Linked DNA regions of Mus musculus: region 2 is linked to region 1. The links are chromatin contacts, called in public Hi-C maps. All regions are on one chromosome and are shown on one strand. Each heading gives the region's core, a stretch centred on a gene start, on an enhancer-like site or on the middle of the called end of the contact. The rest is flanking DNA. Distances are from core to core; before and after follow the strand shown.

The links. A called contact is a pair of places that touch in the nucleus more often than the background predicts.
Region 2: a contact with region 1 is called in a Hi-C map of CD4 T cells, with 2.8 times the contacts expected there. The contact joins two enhancer-like sites. A contact is called at or near these places in 2 of 484 Hi-C or Micro-C datasets (CD4 T cells and regulatory T cells) and 1 of 115 datasets of contacts at active chromatin or transcription factors (memory CD8 T cells).

The regions. Positions count from the first base shown.
Region 1 is chr14:60,114,225-60,121,912 of GRCm38.p6, forward strand. No RefSeq gene overlaps it. Among named protein-coding and RNA genes, the nearest start is that of 4930563I02Rik, 31 kb to the left of the region's middle. Within about 2 kb of position 3,732, at least 35 of the 459 cell types and tissues checked have an H3K27ac peak or open chromatin away from gene starts, as enhancers often do. A contact at or near this core is called in memory CD8 T cells and regulatory T cells, where this site is marked.
Region 2 is chr14:60,723,781-60,731,468 of GRCm38.p6, forward strand. All of the region lies in intron 4 of Spata13 (spermatogenesis associated 13), which reads left to right. Among named protein-coding and RNA genes, the nearest start is that of Gm34997, 40 kb to the right of the region's middle. Within about 2 kb of position 3,566, at least 64 of the 459 cell types and tissues checked have an H3K27ac peak or open chromatin away from gene starts, as enhancers often do. A contact at or near this core is called in memory CD8 T cells and regulatory T cells, where this site is marked.

The DNA.
Region 1 (7,688 bases), core at 2,482-4,981:
CTAACTCCATTCTAAAAAAAAAATGTATCCTTATCCACAGATAAGTGTCGTTCTTACTACTCATTAAAGAAACTTCTCTATGTAGCAGATGGAAACTCTTACAGAAATCCACAATGCAGAGTTCAACAGACCGCTGTGTTCAACACAACTGAGACATCTACTGTACAACTGCTATCCTACATCAAAGGCTCAGGTGACATTATTGAAGAGGGAGCAGAAAGAATGTAAGAGCCAGAGGACCAGGAAGTTAGGTAGGTTTTAGAATAAGAAAGACTATCGGAGTTAAAGACTCAGTTCATAATGATCAATGGGTCAGTTCCAAAGAGGAATGAACAACTCTTACTGCTTTTGTTTCTTTTGCTTTGTCAATTTAATACACACTAGAATTATCTGAGTAGAGGGTACCACAAGTGATAAAACACCTTTGTAAGACTGGCCTGTGAGCTAGCCTGTGAGATGTTTTCTTAATTAATGATTGATGTAGAAGGGCATAGCCCACTGTGGGTGGTGCTAACCCTACACAGGTGCTCCTGGGTTGACTAAGAAAATGAAAATGAGCAAAATGGTAAGCTGCATTCCTTCTTCAGTTTCTGCCTCCACAATCCTACCTTGAGTTCCTGTCCTGCTTTCCCTCAAAGGACTTATAAATCAACCCTTTCCTCCCCAAGTTGCTTTTGGCCGTGGTGTTTATCACAGCAATATAAATAAGTAATTTGGCATCTATTAACAAATATCGAAGGAAAGGAATCTTTCCACATGGGGAAGTAGACTGAGACACAGCTACACACCAGCCACTACTGAACTTCTTCCAAAGCCAGAAGGCTGAGCACAACCACCATACAGCACCTTTACACAAAGGACACCTGTAGATAACTCTAACAAAGGAGGGGCACACTGCCTGGCAAGGCAGACCTCCGCCAGTACTATCACCTACCGTCTCTGCATGGAAAACACTGAGAGGATGCATTCTCTCCTCCAGCTAGAAAGAGATCAACAGCTCTTTGAAAAATTTACATACACTTGAAAATCAGGGAACATTCAGAGAGAATGCAGGGAGCGATTATAGACTGAACATAAATAAACGTCAAAAATTATGTGCTTCCACATAGACATTTATAGCTTAAATATTTATGTTAGAAAAGTAGATGCACATATCATACAACACACACACACACACACAATTAAAACCACCAAGTGGAGTAACAGGAAAGATATACAGACGAGAAACAAGTCAAATGGGAAATGGTCAAATACAGACTTTTGAAGTTGCAACTGATTCTGTGAAAAGATTCACATTTTGTCTACAGATTTAACTTACAGAAATCACAAGGAATTTTCTTACAACTGTCCATAGTTGAGAAACATAAGAAATGATTTTATTATCCTGAAGGAACACTTTAATTAAACTTATCTACATGAAGCCCATTTAAGTGTTATAAATGAGTAAAACAAACAAACAAACAAACAAAAAATAGTTGGTGTTTCTCTAATCCAGTGCAGCTAAATTTTAGTCAACTTAAAAGCTAAAATTCTTTCAGGAAGAAAAAAAAAACCCACAAACCGGACCTGGTCATTACACATGGTATACTTGATCCAAAATGTCACACTGTACCATAAATATATACAATTCCTATACAATCCTATACAAGCATCTTTAAAGAGAGGGGGGCTCTAAGATCTATTAAAACACCTCTTAACTAGCAGCTAAGAAGGAGTGGCATAATAAACTGAGTTATGCTAAAAGTGTTATTGATTGAAACCTAAGTCTTTATGGTATTTAAACAAGAGGAGAAATGTGAATTAGAAAAAAGTTCAAGTTGTACTTGACTCATTTAATCTGAAAAGCAATTTGAAATGAGCATTTGACATGTGAATAATTACTTAGGAACTTCTTAGCCACCCCACTGTTCTCTAGATTAGGTTAAGAAAATAAAAGTTGTATCAACCTCCAAGCCTCCCACACAGAGCAGCCAAAGAATCCGCTCACTCTTTTCTGCTTAGCCAAAAAAAAAAAAAGTTCCGCTCTAGTCAGACAGATTTGTTTTAGATAAATTTTGAATTTATAATGTTCTTCCCATAATAAATATTTCACTCAGTGAGAAACCTCATAAAAATACCCGGTGATTCAATACTGCAGTCTCCTTGGAAGATGAGGCAAGGCTACCAATGTGATTCTTCTGTTCCTGCAGAATGAAGCCAAATAATCCCACCCCCAAGCCTGTGAGCCTCAGGAAGAGCCATTTCACCCTGACCAGTTAACAAACTCACTAGCTCAGGGGGACTGTCTGCTGCAAGGCTCTTGCTGAGGGCAGGGCAGCAGTCTGAGAAACTCACATGCAACTGTGTATAAGCACATGCTGACCCCCTTTTCTCACTGGAGCTGCTTAGGTGAAAGGTGGGTGGTGCCCAGCAGCACACATTCTCTACTGAGTCACCAATGTCAGAAGATGTATACACGGTGCATTCTGAAGTAGCCTAACTGACTTTCCTGTGAGAGAGGCATGGTCAGGAGAAGAGGGTGGTGGCCTGGACACATGGACAAGAGGGGGGCATTTGGTGACAATGGCAGCCAGTATGGAGGCCAGCCTGAGCACAGGGCCACCAGCATCACCACCACCTCTGGAGTCTCCAGACTCAATGTACTCTGGAGAATCTGAAAGGCAAATGGAGAGAAGAAAGAAGAAGGAGAGGGAGAGGGAGGGGAGATGGAGGGAAGGGAGGGAGGGAGAGAGACACCTCAGACAATCCCACAGACACCTATTACCTTTACTCTATATCCCATCATCTTATGACTTATCAGCTGCTTCAGCTCCCACTGAATAACGGAGCAGTGATTCTATCAAGGAAGCTTAACCTTGCTCTTCACCCTGCTCACCTCGTACCCTACTATGTAGCCATAGGAGCCCTGCCCCTAGCATCCCACACTCTTGGTCCATAGGGTTTCTTGGGCTTCCACTGACCAACCAAGCACTGCAGGTTCCTGCCTCCTCTACCCCACCACTCCTCTCTGTGCCCAGCCATTCTCTACAGGAACCCCAATTGTGCTGTTTGAGACTAGGGAGTCCTCCTCCCTCCTTTCCCAGTAGCCTCTTTAAATTGTCTTTTCCTTCTGTACTCTATGACTAAGAAGTAGTCTAGGGGTTTTTGCAAGTACATGAGGATGGAGACTTGGGCTAAAATGTTTAAAAAAAAAAATCAATACTTGACTCCAGTCAGCATGCCTCAACTTAGTCAATAAAACCAGGTCCACTCTGAGCTAGGAATAGTACATGCTGGGGGATAGAGATTCTGGGGACAGGCACTGCCCTTCTTGAGGGTTAAGGAGACAAGAACAAAGAGTTTCAAGTGCACACCATCAGGAGTTTGTGTGCCCAGCCTCACACAAGATGGCGTGTTCAAGGGTAGCAAGCCCAAGCAGGGCAATGCCCATAGTGGGGAAATGACTAGGCCCCAATCTTAAGAACAACAAATAACTCTCAAGATCACAGAACAGCCTTCTAGATAAAAGAAACAATGTATTAAAGTCTACCAAGACAAAATTAAGTGTTCAGTGTCAAGTGCTGGAAGGTAAAAAGAAACAAGGTGTGCATTGTGTGCTGAAGGGTGATGAGCTTGGGGGACAGAAGCCAGGCTGAAGGACTCAGTTTCCCTGGGGAACACCTAAAGCACTCTGCTGTGGCACTGAAAAGATACCATGACAAGCACAAGATAGAGACAGTAGCAGCACTAACCACAGAACATCAGGGCAGTTGGGCGGGGGAGGGTGCTGGAAAGAGCTCTCTTCTTTAGACGTCTCTAGCCTTCAAGGGAACACTTGAGTTTTGACGTTTGTATAAAAGTTAAAGGCAGATCTGGGCTGGGGAATGAAGATGGGGACAGATGATGGCCACATCAGGTCCCAGTCTCCACTTCCTGTCAGCCGCTGCAGTGTGACCAGCCTCAGCTCCCACCTGCCTGTCTTCTCCTTCATGATGGGTTAAACCCACTGAGATGACAAGCCAAAGCAAATGTCTCCTCAAGAAATACTTCTGTCAGGCATTTGGTCACAGCCACAGGAAATTCAACAGAGGGATGTGAGTTTTTTATCTTTAGAAGCTGAAGAAAGCAAGCATTGAACTCAAAGCTAAGGGGGGCAAGGGGAAGATGAAAGAGGAAGCCAGCAAGTAGACAAGAGAAAAGTATTGCAGACTGATGCAAAAGACAGACAGACACACTTGAAAACCGAGCAAGAGGACGTACAGACAGCAGAAGGAAGGAACGTAACAGCCATCGGTCACCAAGGACTAGGACTGTCTACATATTTGAGAGTAACAAAAGAGAAATAGAGATTGCTTAGGAAAACGAGAGGGCTCTTCACACTTGATCCCTCAAGATGGGGTCAGAACAGATTATTCACCGGACAACACATGCAAAGAAGAAACGTGGCTTTCAGAAGGAGCAGAACTTCAAGGCCCATGCAAGGCCCTGCTTTAAGAACTCCATCTGGCCCAGCGACACACATCTGCAGTCCTACCACTTGAGAGTCTGAGGCAGGAGGATTGTGAGTCCTTCCCACACAGAACATGCCTCTTCTCTCTCACCTGGGATAAAATCACTTCCGGCTTAGACACTTTAGGGGTCAATGTTATCTTCCTGTTGTGAGGGGGATACAGTCACACACACACTCAGTCTCTTCTCCCTTTGCCTGGCATGTACTTCTTCCTGCTTCGGGTTGTGAGAATGGAGTCGGGGGCGCTTTGGCTGACTTGGCTGACAGGAGTGTCTCATAAGAGAGAGTTTCTGTCACTGGAAAGCCTTGAAGGAAAAAGGAAGGGTCTATTTGTCCTTCAATATGTCAGGAAAATAGTTTCTTTTCCTAAAACACTTTTCATGTCAAAATAAATGTAAATTTACACCTGAACTTAACATTTGTCATAATTATTAGAGCAGAAAATTCTACATTTTCATTTGATATATATATTTATATGTATATATATATATACATACATACATACACACACACACACACACACACACACACACACATATATATATGAATGATTCTGTATGTAGTGTTACAGCAAGAAAATGTCAATCTGCTTCCCAGTTATTAGGGTTTTATTAAACTGTGAAAAATGAACTTTGTGTATTGCATTTGGCCAGGCTTTCTCGGATAGCACCAAAGGCACAGTTAATAAAGGAAAAGTCAGACAACTTGGGCTTGGTTAGAATTAAAATGGGGCTGTGTATCAAAAGACTTATCAACAGTAAAAAAGCAACCTAGAGAACAGAGAAGACGTTTACTGCAAGCCAGACATCCGACAAAGGATGAGTATCCAAAGTATAAAGAGAATTCATGACTTCAACCGTAGGAAAAAACAATCAGAACCAAATGTGGGCAAAGGACGTAAAAAGACCAGAATGAAGAACATCGTTATTCATCAGCAAGATGCAAATCAAAACTAAGGTGAGGATCTACCTCACACCCATCGAGATAAGCAGATTAAAATAAAATAAAATGAACAAAGTTGCCAAAGAGGGAATTGTTGGTAGAAACATAAAATGTATCCCTGTTAAGGATAATTTTATGGCGGTCCTTCCAAAATTAACAGTAGAATTGTCATATGAGTTGACAGTCCCCCTTTTAGTACTTGCCCCAATCACTGACAGCAAGATCATGGTGAGCTATTTCTAGGCCCATGTTCACAACACCAGTATTCACAATAGCAAAAAAAATATGGAACAAATCTGGTGACCATGGATGGATCAGTAGATAACCCAAATGTGTCATTTATATGCAGTAGACGATCACTTGGCCACTAAAGGGAAGGAAATCTTGTCAAAGGCTACATCAGGAATGAAATTTGAGGTCACTGTGCTTGGTGATAAAAGCTATTTGAAGAAAAGCATCATAATATTGCACTTGCATGAGGTACTAGGATAGTCAGACTGTCTAAGAATAAGGTAGGGACCAGAGGCTGGGGAGAGAGGGGAATGTAGGATTAGTGTTTAGTGATACTATGTAATTCCAATTTTGCAAGCTAAAAAGAGTGCTGGCGATGGATGTCATTGATGATGACACAATTAGTGGCGTACTCAGTGCACGTACCTGTACATAGAAAAACACTGGTGGTGGGTGGGCGAGGCAGCTCAGCGTTCAACGCAGTTAGAGACTAGAGCAGTGACTGAGTTTGGTTCCAGCGCCCACATAGTAGCTCACGACCCTCAAACCCTCTTCTGGCCTCTTAAGATAACAGGCCTAGACACACATACATACACGCAGACAAAACACTCATACACATAAAATAAAAATAGGTAAATCTTTCAAAAGTTTTTTTTTTAAGTTAATGATGTTGATGTATTTTATAAGTACTTTACATAATTAAACGATTAAGGAAAGAAACCAGGTTTGATTTAACAACTGAAAAAAAAAGCTGTATGAATGTAAAGTAAGACATTATAGTGTTGGATATTATTTTGGGGAGAAGCTTTCTTGCCTGTCCAATAATGCTGGTGAGTAAGACTAAGGGGACCACAAGATGCATCCTGACTGCAAACACTGAGTCCCAAGTTAAGATGGACCAAAAAATGAGTTGATGGGGCACAAGGAGACAGACAAGCAGGGGCCGCTAACGGCCATGGGGACTGTGAGTGGCTTCCTCGGGACATCGTCTCCTCATGTAGACTCACCATAAAGCACTGCCATTTATCTATGCCCAGGGTCCTGAAAGTGGTGTTCTCCCCATATAACAAGGGCTGACACACTCAGTTCAAATGCAATGCATGCTGGCGAACAGCCAGTTAGGTCTTTCCCCCACCCCCACCCCCATTCCAGTCCTTATGTTATCGTTGCCTCTTAAAGGATGCTTAGAAAGAAAGATGCGATTCACCTTCTCGGGATGTTTCTGTCCCAGCCGCTGGCACACCCCACTATTCCAAAGCCACAAACAAATGGGAGGCCTAAGGATAATCAGCACGATAGTAAATCAAAAGAAACTACCGCAAAACAACTTTAGGTGGAAAGGGAGGATCACTTTCTCCTGGCAGCACTAAGGAACAAGCCCCGCATTTCATGCTCAAACCAGCTACTTCAAGACCACAGAAAAATCCAAGATGCTTTCCAGGCAGAACTGATGGGTTTCTTAACTAGCACTGAAACTTTCCTCTGCGTGCCCTTAAACAGTATTTCAAGGGTTTTGACATATGTGAAATAGACACAGCTAACAATTATAGACAGAAAGAGTCCCCCACCCCGCCCATAAACACATGTTGTTTCGTTTTGTCTTAAACTTCCAGCCTGCAATCCACATTGAAAGGGTGTAACATTGAGAATCTGCTCACCACCATCATCTGCTCAAGCCCTGCTGTTTCACCTATGGCCCTCTCTCCCCTGTACCCGGTAGAGGCAATGTCTGTGTTTAGAAAGGCTGTGGCAACAGCATCCTTTACCTATGCAGCAGCATCTCCTGCAGCGGCAGACATGAGGCATGGCGCTTAGTCCTTCACACCACGGCCTGAAAACAAAGACAGCAGAAGTGTGCTCCGCTCCTGCGTGTTTAGGGAGCTTAAGGCTGGCCGGGGATAATCTAGGAGGATTACACTACAGCTGCAACTGCCCTCTTCAAATGCACCTGCACCTGCTCTCAGTGCAAGACACGGGACGGGGAGCAGAGCCTTACACAGGATCAAGGGGGCAGCGTTTACATTTT
Region 2 (7,688 bases), core at 2,316-4,815, 610 kb after region 1:
CAGAGGAGGGAGGGACTGGGCAGCCTGGAACTGCTCTGGGGTTGGAGCTGGAGTGAGGCAGTCAGATTTGCGTCTCTGCTGTCCTGGGGCAAGGTTGTGGAGTGAAAAGTGTTCCCTTACTAGGTTGCCTTATAGCTCAAAAGTAGGAAAGATGGAAGTAGGACTGCCGGGAGTGAAGAGCGGGAAGTCTAGCAAATTGCCTGGATGCTGTTGGCAAGGGAGGAGTCCATGATGACAGTGATGCCAGGGTGACAGGGAGCAGGTTCCCAGCCCTGTGGGCGGAACTGGGGCCCTCAGCTCCGACTTTATTAAGCCCCAGATCACAAGGCTGTGGAGGGAGAGAGGGACCCGGGCTAAAGGTAAGGATTTTCTGGACTGGGTTTGGGGGTGAAGGAGGGGGGCAGGAAAAGACAGTCACAAAGATAGCAAATAGTTGGGATAAGTAGATCTCTAGGAGCTTGGAGGAGCTCCTTGGTGCAAAGGAGATTGAGCCCCCGTTCCCAGTGCCTGTAGTTTCCAGGTACTCAAAAGGCTGAGGCGGGAAGATGGCTGGAACCCAGGCATTGACACACCACAGGGAAACTGCATTTCAAGAAAAAGGTCGTCTACAAAGTGAGTTCCAGGACAGCCAGGGCTATACAGAGAAACCCTGTCTTGAAAAAACCGAAAAAAAAAAAAAGAAGGGAGAAAGAAAAAAGAAAGAAGAAAGAAAAAAGAAAAAGGAAAGGTCAAATGCTGACAAACTGGCCAGAATAAAAACCTGCACTTATGTGGCTCAGGGTCTGGAGCAGCTTGGTGACCTGAGTAAAAAGAACCTTTGGGTTCTGCAGGAGAGCAGGACACTGCAGCCAGGGAGGGGTCAGGATGTCGCCATCGCACTAGTTGATATGATTTGCTGAACCCATGTGATGGTCTCCTCATCTTATAGCTGAAAATACCCTATAAGTGCCAAGAATCCATTTGCAATGATTAAAGAAACTTCTAACCCGTGGGACTGCATCTGAGAGCTCATTAATGTGAACGTGCTGATGTTCACCCTTGCTAAATGGTTTTGGTGCAAGTAACAGCATGCGCACGTATGAGTCCCCGAGGAGAGCTGACCCGGGATGCCCACGGTCCTAGCTTCCCTCCTCAGCACCACCAAATAGAGGCATGCCTTGATTTAGAGTTATGATGTAATCTCCTGATACCCTGAGACATCATCTCCCTGGTCTGTATTTCCATAAGATGTTTATATATTGATTGGCCATTTGGCAGACATGTCCACTTGAGATTTTTGCCTAGTTTTCATTTTGTCCGTGTGATATTTTTTGTTGCTGAATTGTGTGAATTTAGAAAATAATATACTCTGGGTATTAATGCAGCTCCCCGTCTTCCCCTAAAATGATGGGATTTACTCAGAGGAACTTGTTCCTTGTGTCATGTTTTTATTTGATTTTTTTAATCTTTTTTAAAAAGATTTATTTATTATTATATCTAAGTACACTGTAGCTATCTTCAGATGCACCAGAAAAGGGCATCAGATCTCATTACAGATGGTTGTGAGTCACCATGTGGTCGCTGGGATTTGAACTCAGGACCTTTGGAAGAGCAGTCAGTGCTCTTAACCGCTGAGCCATCTCTCCAGCCCTTATTTAATTTTTCAGTTCAATAAATTGATATGTGAGCGGGTATAGAAGCATATTTCTTTGCAAAGGGGTGTGTGTGTGTGTTTGCGTGTGTGTTACTGGGGACCAAACACTGCGTCCTGGCCATGCTTGGCAAAGCACTCTTCCTGCTGTGTTACACCCCCCCCCCCCCACTTCCTGCAAAGTTCTGTAGCACTGGTGGTCCGCATCCAGGCACTCAGGAGGCTGAGGCAGGAGGATCAGGAGTTGAAGGGCAGCTGGGGCTACCTAGCAAGACCTTCTAAAACCCAAAGTTAAATTTAGTACAAGTCTTTGGAAATATTTTTATTACATTTCTTTCTCTATTTTGTGTGCATGTGTCACGGCATGCAGGTGGAGGACAGAGGTGCAGGAGCCTACCTCGTAGGTCTCGGAACCCAAGCACCTTGAGTCTTGTGAGCCCTTGAAGTTGTTGGGCAACACAATGATCATTTGCCCGCCGTTGCCTTAGCGGTGTGTGTATGTTCAAAAATCTGCTTCTAGTATTTTGAAAGTAATGGATTTATATATTAGTTTTCGTTTTTGTTTTTTGTTTTAGAAAACAGGCCACGTGTTTCTGTTTTTCTTTGGTACAGTTAGCAGAATGAAGCAATGCAGTTGGGGAGGAGAGGAGACTTGCACGGCTGATCTAGCATCATTCTGACCTAACCTCTGTTGGAACGATTTTCTGGTGAACAGACTGTTGTCTCAAAAAGCCAACATAGGATCCCCCTCTTCCACTGAGTCCTCCTGGCCAGGGCCAAGTTACTTATCTCAGAGTCTTAAACCATCCGTAAAGAGAACTGACTTAATCTCTGACTCAGAGCCAGAAACCTGGCCTGGCACAGTGTGAGTAACTATGGTGATGACCTAGGAACATCCCACAGGGGCGTGAGCAGTGAGCCTTTCAGCAGCTTATTCGACCACACCTGCCAGTGGCCCATTCTGGACAAGCTGCCCTCTCTACAGAGTGGCTTAGAGCTCTGGGTACGACACTCAGATATAGCTGGAGCTAATTTAAAATACGTATACTCAGGTTATTAGGGGAAATCTTCACTGAATCTTTTCCTTTGATTCTTGTGACCCAAAACCTGAGTAACCACATAATTGGCCATGAATCACCTAAAATTTTATTATCCCGAGACTCCATTTGGCATTTTATTAGAACGAAGGGCAAAAGAGAAAGGCTGTGTCCAGTGCTTGTGGTGTGGGTCTCACATGTGTGGGCAGATTCAGGTAAGTATGAAACACCTTTGTGACTCCTCCAAGTCATAGCTGTTGGCAAGGCATTGGGATGCATGACTGACTGTCTTAGTATGCCAGAGATTATGAGTTTGAGACCAGCCTGGGCTGAAAAATGGTTGCCTAGCATGGCTCCGGGAAATCCTTTTGGCTTGATCTGTAATATCATTATTATTCAAGGCGTGCGTGCTTTTATTTCTTTCTTTGTTGTTTTTTAAAGTATTTGTATGTTGTGAGCATACACCTGGAGGTAAGGGCAGAATGTGTGGGATCCTGGGTCTCATATGGCTTCCAGAGATCAAATCAGGAGGCCAGGCCCTGTGGTAGGTGACTTTACCCAGTGAGCCAGCCGTCTTGCCAGCCTCATTTGCTGTCTTGAGGCAGTCTCACTATGTATGACCCCAGGATGGCCCTGAAGTTGCCCTCCTGTCTCCAACTCCTAAGCCCTAGGGTTACAGCGTGCCCCTCCATACCCACCCTGCTGGAGTTACAGCCTGCCTCTCTTGGCACAGCCTGCTCCTGCACTCCCTTTATGCTGCTTTTTCAAAAATTTTCCTGGACAGTCCTAGCCAGACAGGGTGGTTTACACCTATAATCCCAGACATTAGAACACCATGACAGAACTGCCACAAATTCAAAGCTAGCCCAGACTACAGAGTCAGGTGGGTGTGTCGGGTGTGGGAGGGGGAGGAAATAGGAAATCTGATCTGAGTTGCTTAAGCATCTGAAGAGGGTGGCAGTAACTAGGCTGTAAGGACAGTTGGTTAAGGCTGCGGGTGACCCCAGCTTTGTCAGGTGTAGAGGTCACGTGTCCTAGCCCATCATCCCTTTCCCTGCCGGCCTTATACTGCATACCAAGGGATTATGTGTGGTATTGGCTGTACTTAACTTGTAAAAGAGGATGAATCCGATTGCTTATCTGCAGGCACATCCTTGCTGTTAGTGCTTTGCTGGCTGCTAAGACTGGATAGTAGAATGCTGTCCCCAGTTGGGAGATAGTGTGGATTCCACAGAGTCCTAGGAATCCAGAAATTGTGCTGCTTCCTTTCAAAGAGAGGATTAGGAACAGGCCATAACTGCCTGAAGCCTGCTGCCTCTAGGCTGAGATTCTGTGGGCTCTAGTAGCCACTCCTAGCTGGTATTTCGTGGCTTATCGTTGCCCATAATCAAGGGTTTTAAAAAGGAACAGAGTGTTCTCTCTCTGTCTCAGAAAAACATGATAAAGATTTTAACTTTTTATTATTTTTATAAGGTACAGGGTCTTGCTTTTTTATGTAACCCAGGCCGGCCTGAACCCTCACTCCTGCATCAGCCTCCCCAGTGCTGGGGTTATAAACATGCGCTGCTGTGTCCAGCCCGGAATTTAACCCTTTGCAGCAAACTCATCCATAGCTTCCCATCTTCTAGCACTTCAAACAGTCTCTGTTTTATGTCTAGTGTTTGTTCCAGTCACTGTAAAGTCGAATCGAAAAGGAGAACCATCTCAGAAGACCGTGTGTTTGATTTCCAAGTTTCGGAAAGTGACTTTTAAAGAACAGAGAAGATTAAACACCCTAGGAAGGACACACACACACACACAGTCATGGTCCCCATGACTGGATTGATCTTACAGAGAAGGAACGGGAGGCCTGAGTGTGTGTGCTTAGGGACTTCTGCCTAGCTCAGCTGTTCCACTGAAGAAGTCTGGAGTAGAGCTTGCTGGCACTTAATCCAGATCACATAGGCATAGGGTTTTAAGTAACTGGAGAGACACTGAAAAGAAGATAAAGAAGTCAAGTGTATCCTTCATCTGTAACTGGAGGCAGTCCCCCTGCCTCAGATTTCTCTTGTGCTGGAATGATAGGTGAGAGCTACTTTAAGCCGGCAGATGCTGGCTTACAATTTTACTTTCATTTATTTATTTTGAATGAATTTGGGCTGGTATTTAAATGCCTGAGCCCCTGGGAGACATTTCTTATTTTAACCACTATGTTCCACTCCCTCACCCCTATAATCATATAATGCAATGTGCTTTCAATCCAACTTCAAGGTCTCTCACTGTCTTTCACAATCTCAGAGCTTTTTAAAAGTCCAAAGTCTCCTCTGAGACTGAAGCCATCTCATAAATACACCCTCTACTAAGATCAAAAAGGAAATTACATACTTCAACATATAATGAATGCCACAAAATATATATTACCATTCCAAAAGGGAGGAATGGGGACATCGAGGGCAAAGAATAGACCATAGCAAGACTGAAATCCAGCAAAACAAATACCAAACTCTGTAGCTCCATGTCTGGTGTCAAAGGCTTTAGATGTCTGTACCCCTCTAGCTACCTACAGTCTCTGTCTCCTCGTCTCCTCATACTTCCCTCTTCCTCTCTCTTCCTTTTTCTCTCATTCTGGCTGGTTTCACCCCCTGTGTGTAGCTCTCCCCCGCAGATGTCTCACAACTCTGGCATCTTCAACATCTGGAGTCTCCGCTGCACACCAGGCTTCATTTCCTCAGCTTCATACAATAGCCTCTCACAGCTTCCCACCCTCTCAGCCTTCACGCAGAGGCCTGTCTTACATGGCTCTCTGAAACTGAGGAGGAAGAATGAATGGCCTTCACTCTTAAACCCTTCATGCCTCTAAAGCCACCACCATGTGGACAACACTGCCAAGTTTGGCTGCCACTTGGAATGGACCCTGCCCCACTTGAATCTCATTAGCAGCGACTTTTTACACTTTTAGTCTCGAAGAGAGCTATTTTCTATCTTTCAGTTTGGCTCTCTTAGGCTCTCTTTCAGTTTGGAAATTTAGTTGGATGGGGTCTTGCCTGAGGACACCTTTTCCTCTTCCCATTGAGGCGCCTTAGGCTTCTTGTTCATGCTGTTAACCTAAGATTGCAGCCTTATGCTTTGGAAATGTCTCTCCAAACTGTAGATTGTGTAATTTTTTTTTTATTGTGGATCTTCATAAGCATTCTTTAAAAAGTAACTCTACTACAAACTCGATATTAAACAGTCTTGACATGTCCTTCACCAGAGAAATAGTCCATTACTTTTTTAACTTAACCCAGGGAAGTTCTCAGGTCACAGGCAAAAGTCAGCCAGATTCTTTGCCAAATGTCCTATGAGTAGCTTCTAGCCCAGTTGATGGTATCTTTCCCCTCTGAAGCATCTTGCACTGGGCTCCATCATCCATGTAGCTCTCAGCACTGCTGTCTTTCTGCTGAGCATGGCTCACGGCATTCAACCACTTTTTTAGTTCAACATCTTCCAGAAAATAACGTGGCTAGCTTCTTCCTCACATCAGCAGCCCTCTTTCTGGTCCCACTTTCTATATTAGTTCATTTTCTGTTACTCAATAACACAAGGCAACTTAGTGGGAAGAATTTATTTGGCTTATGGTGCCAGAGGGGTGAGTCCAGTCACTGTGGAGAGACATCGCCTCAAGCACGGGGCAGGTCAGTAGGAGTAGGAGGCTGAAGTACCACGTCTCCAAACACAAACACGAAGCAGAGAGAGCCAACTGGAAACAAACAGGTGAGACTCTGTACTCTGAGAGCCCACCCGCAGTGACACATTCCATCAGAAGGATGGCACCTACTAAACCTTCCTGAAAAGCACCTCCAACTAGTGACCCGAGCCTTGAAATGCCTGAATCTCTGGGGAATGTTTCTCCTTCAAACCTTCAAACAAGACCTGTGCCACCATGCCTGGCTGACTTTCTTTTAGTGTTTGCTATCAGTATGTGAGAGATAGATAGATAGATAGATAGATAGATAGATAGATAGATAGATAGATAGATAGATAGATGGGTATGGGTATGGGTATGGGTATGGGTATAGATATAGATATAGATATAGATATAGATATAGATATAGTATGTGAATACATTGTAGCTGCATTCAGACACACCAGAAGAGGGCATCGGTCCCATTACAGATGGTTGTGAGCCACCATATGGGTTCTGAGAACTGAACTCAGGACCTCTGGAAACGCAGAAGGACAAGACTTTAATTTTCACCCTGCTTGAGGGTTCCCCACCCCCGTCATCCACCGGCAAATGTAGGCTGTAATCCTCATGTTTTTAAAAAGCCCTAAAGTCAAACCACTTTGTTCTGTGATCGCTTCTTCCCCTCAGCCTGTGTAGGTGTGCACACACCTGCGCAAGTGTGTGTGCATGTGGGGAGGCCAGAAACCAACACTGGATTTCTTCCTCATTCTCTTCACTTTATTTTTGAGACGGCATCTCTCATTGCTTGGTCTAGGCCTCACACATGCAAAGCAAGTTCACCATCCCTGAGCCACACTCCTTCCAGTCATACGGCGTCTTTTAAAGGAAAGATTTGAAACTGACTTGGTCTTGCTTTGCCTTTATTTTAGGTTGTTTATTTTGTTTTGTTTTGTTTTAATGTGTATGGCTATTTTGCCTGCATACATGTATGTTAACCACATGTGCCCATGATATCCAAGAGGACATCAGATCCCTGATCCTGGAGTTATAGATGGTTGTGAGACACCGTGTGGATGCTGGGAATTATACCTGGTTATCAGGGAAAGCAACCAGTTCTCTGGACCACTGAGCCAGGTCTCAAGCCCCTTGTCTGGTTATTTTTTTCCTTGTCTGGTTTTTAACTAAATGAAATTTATTTCCAGTTGTTCTGGAGGCCAGGAGTTTCAGTGCCAAGCTGCCAGCACCAAGTGAGGGCTCTCCTGCTCTCCTGATTGTATGATGAAATGTATCATGTGACCAGAGCAATGGCCTGTGTGATATGGGATTTTTTTTTTTGGTTGATATTTGTTTGAGTTTAACAATTTCTTATTTATTT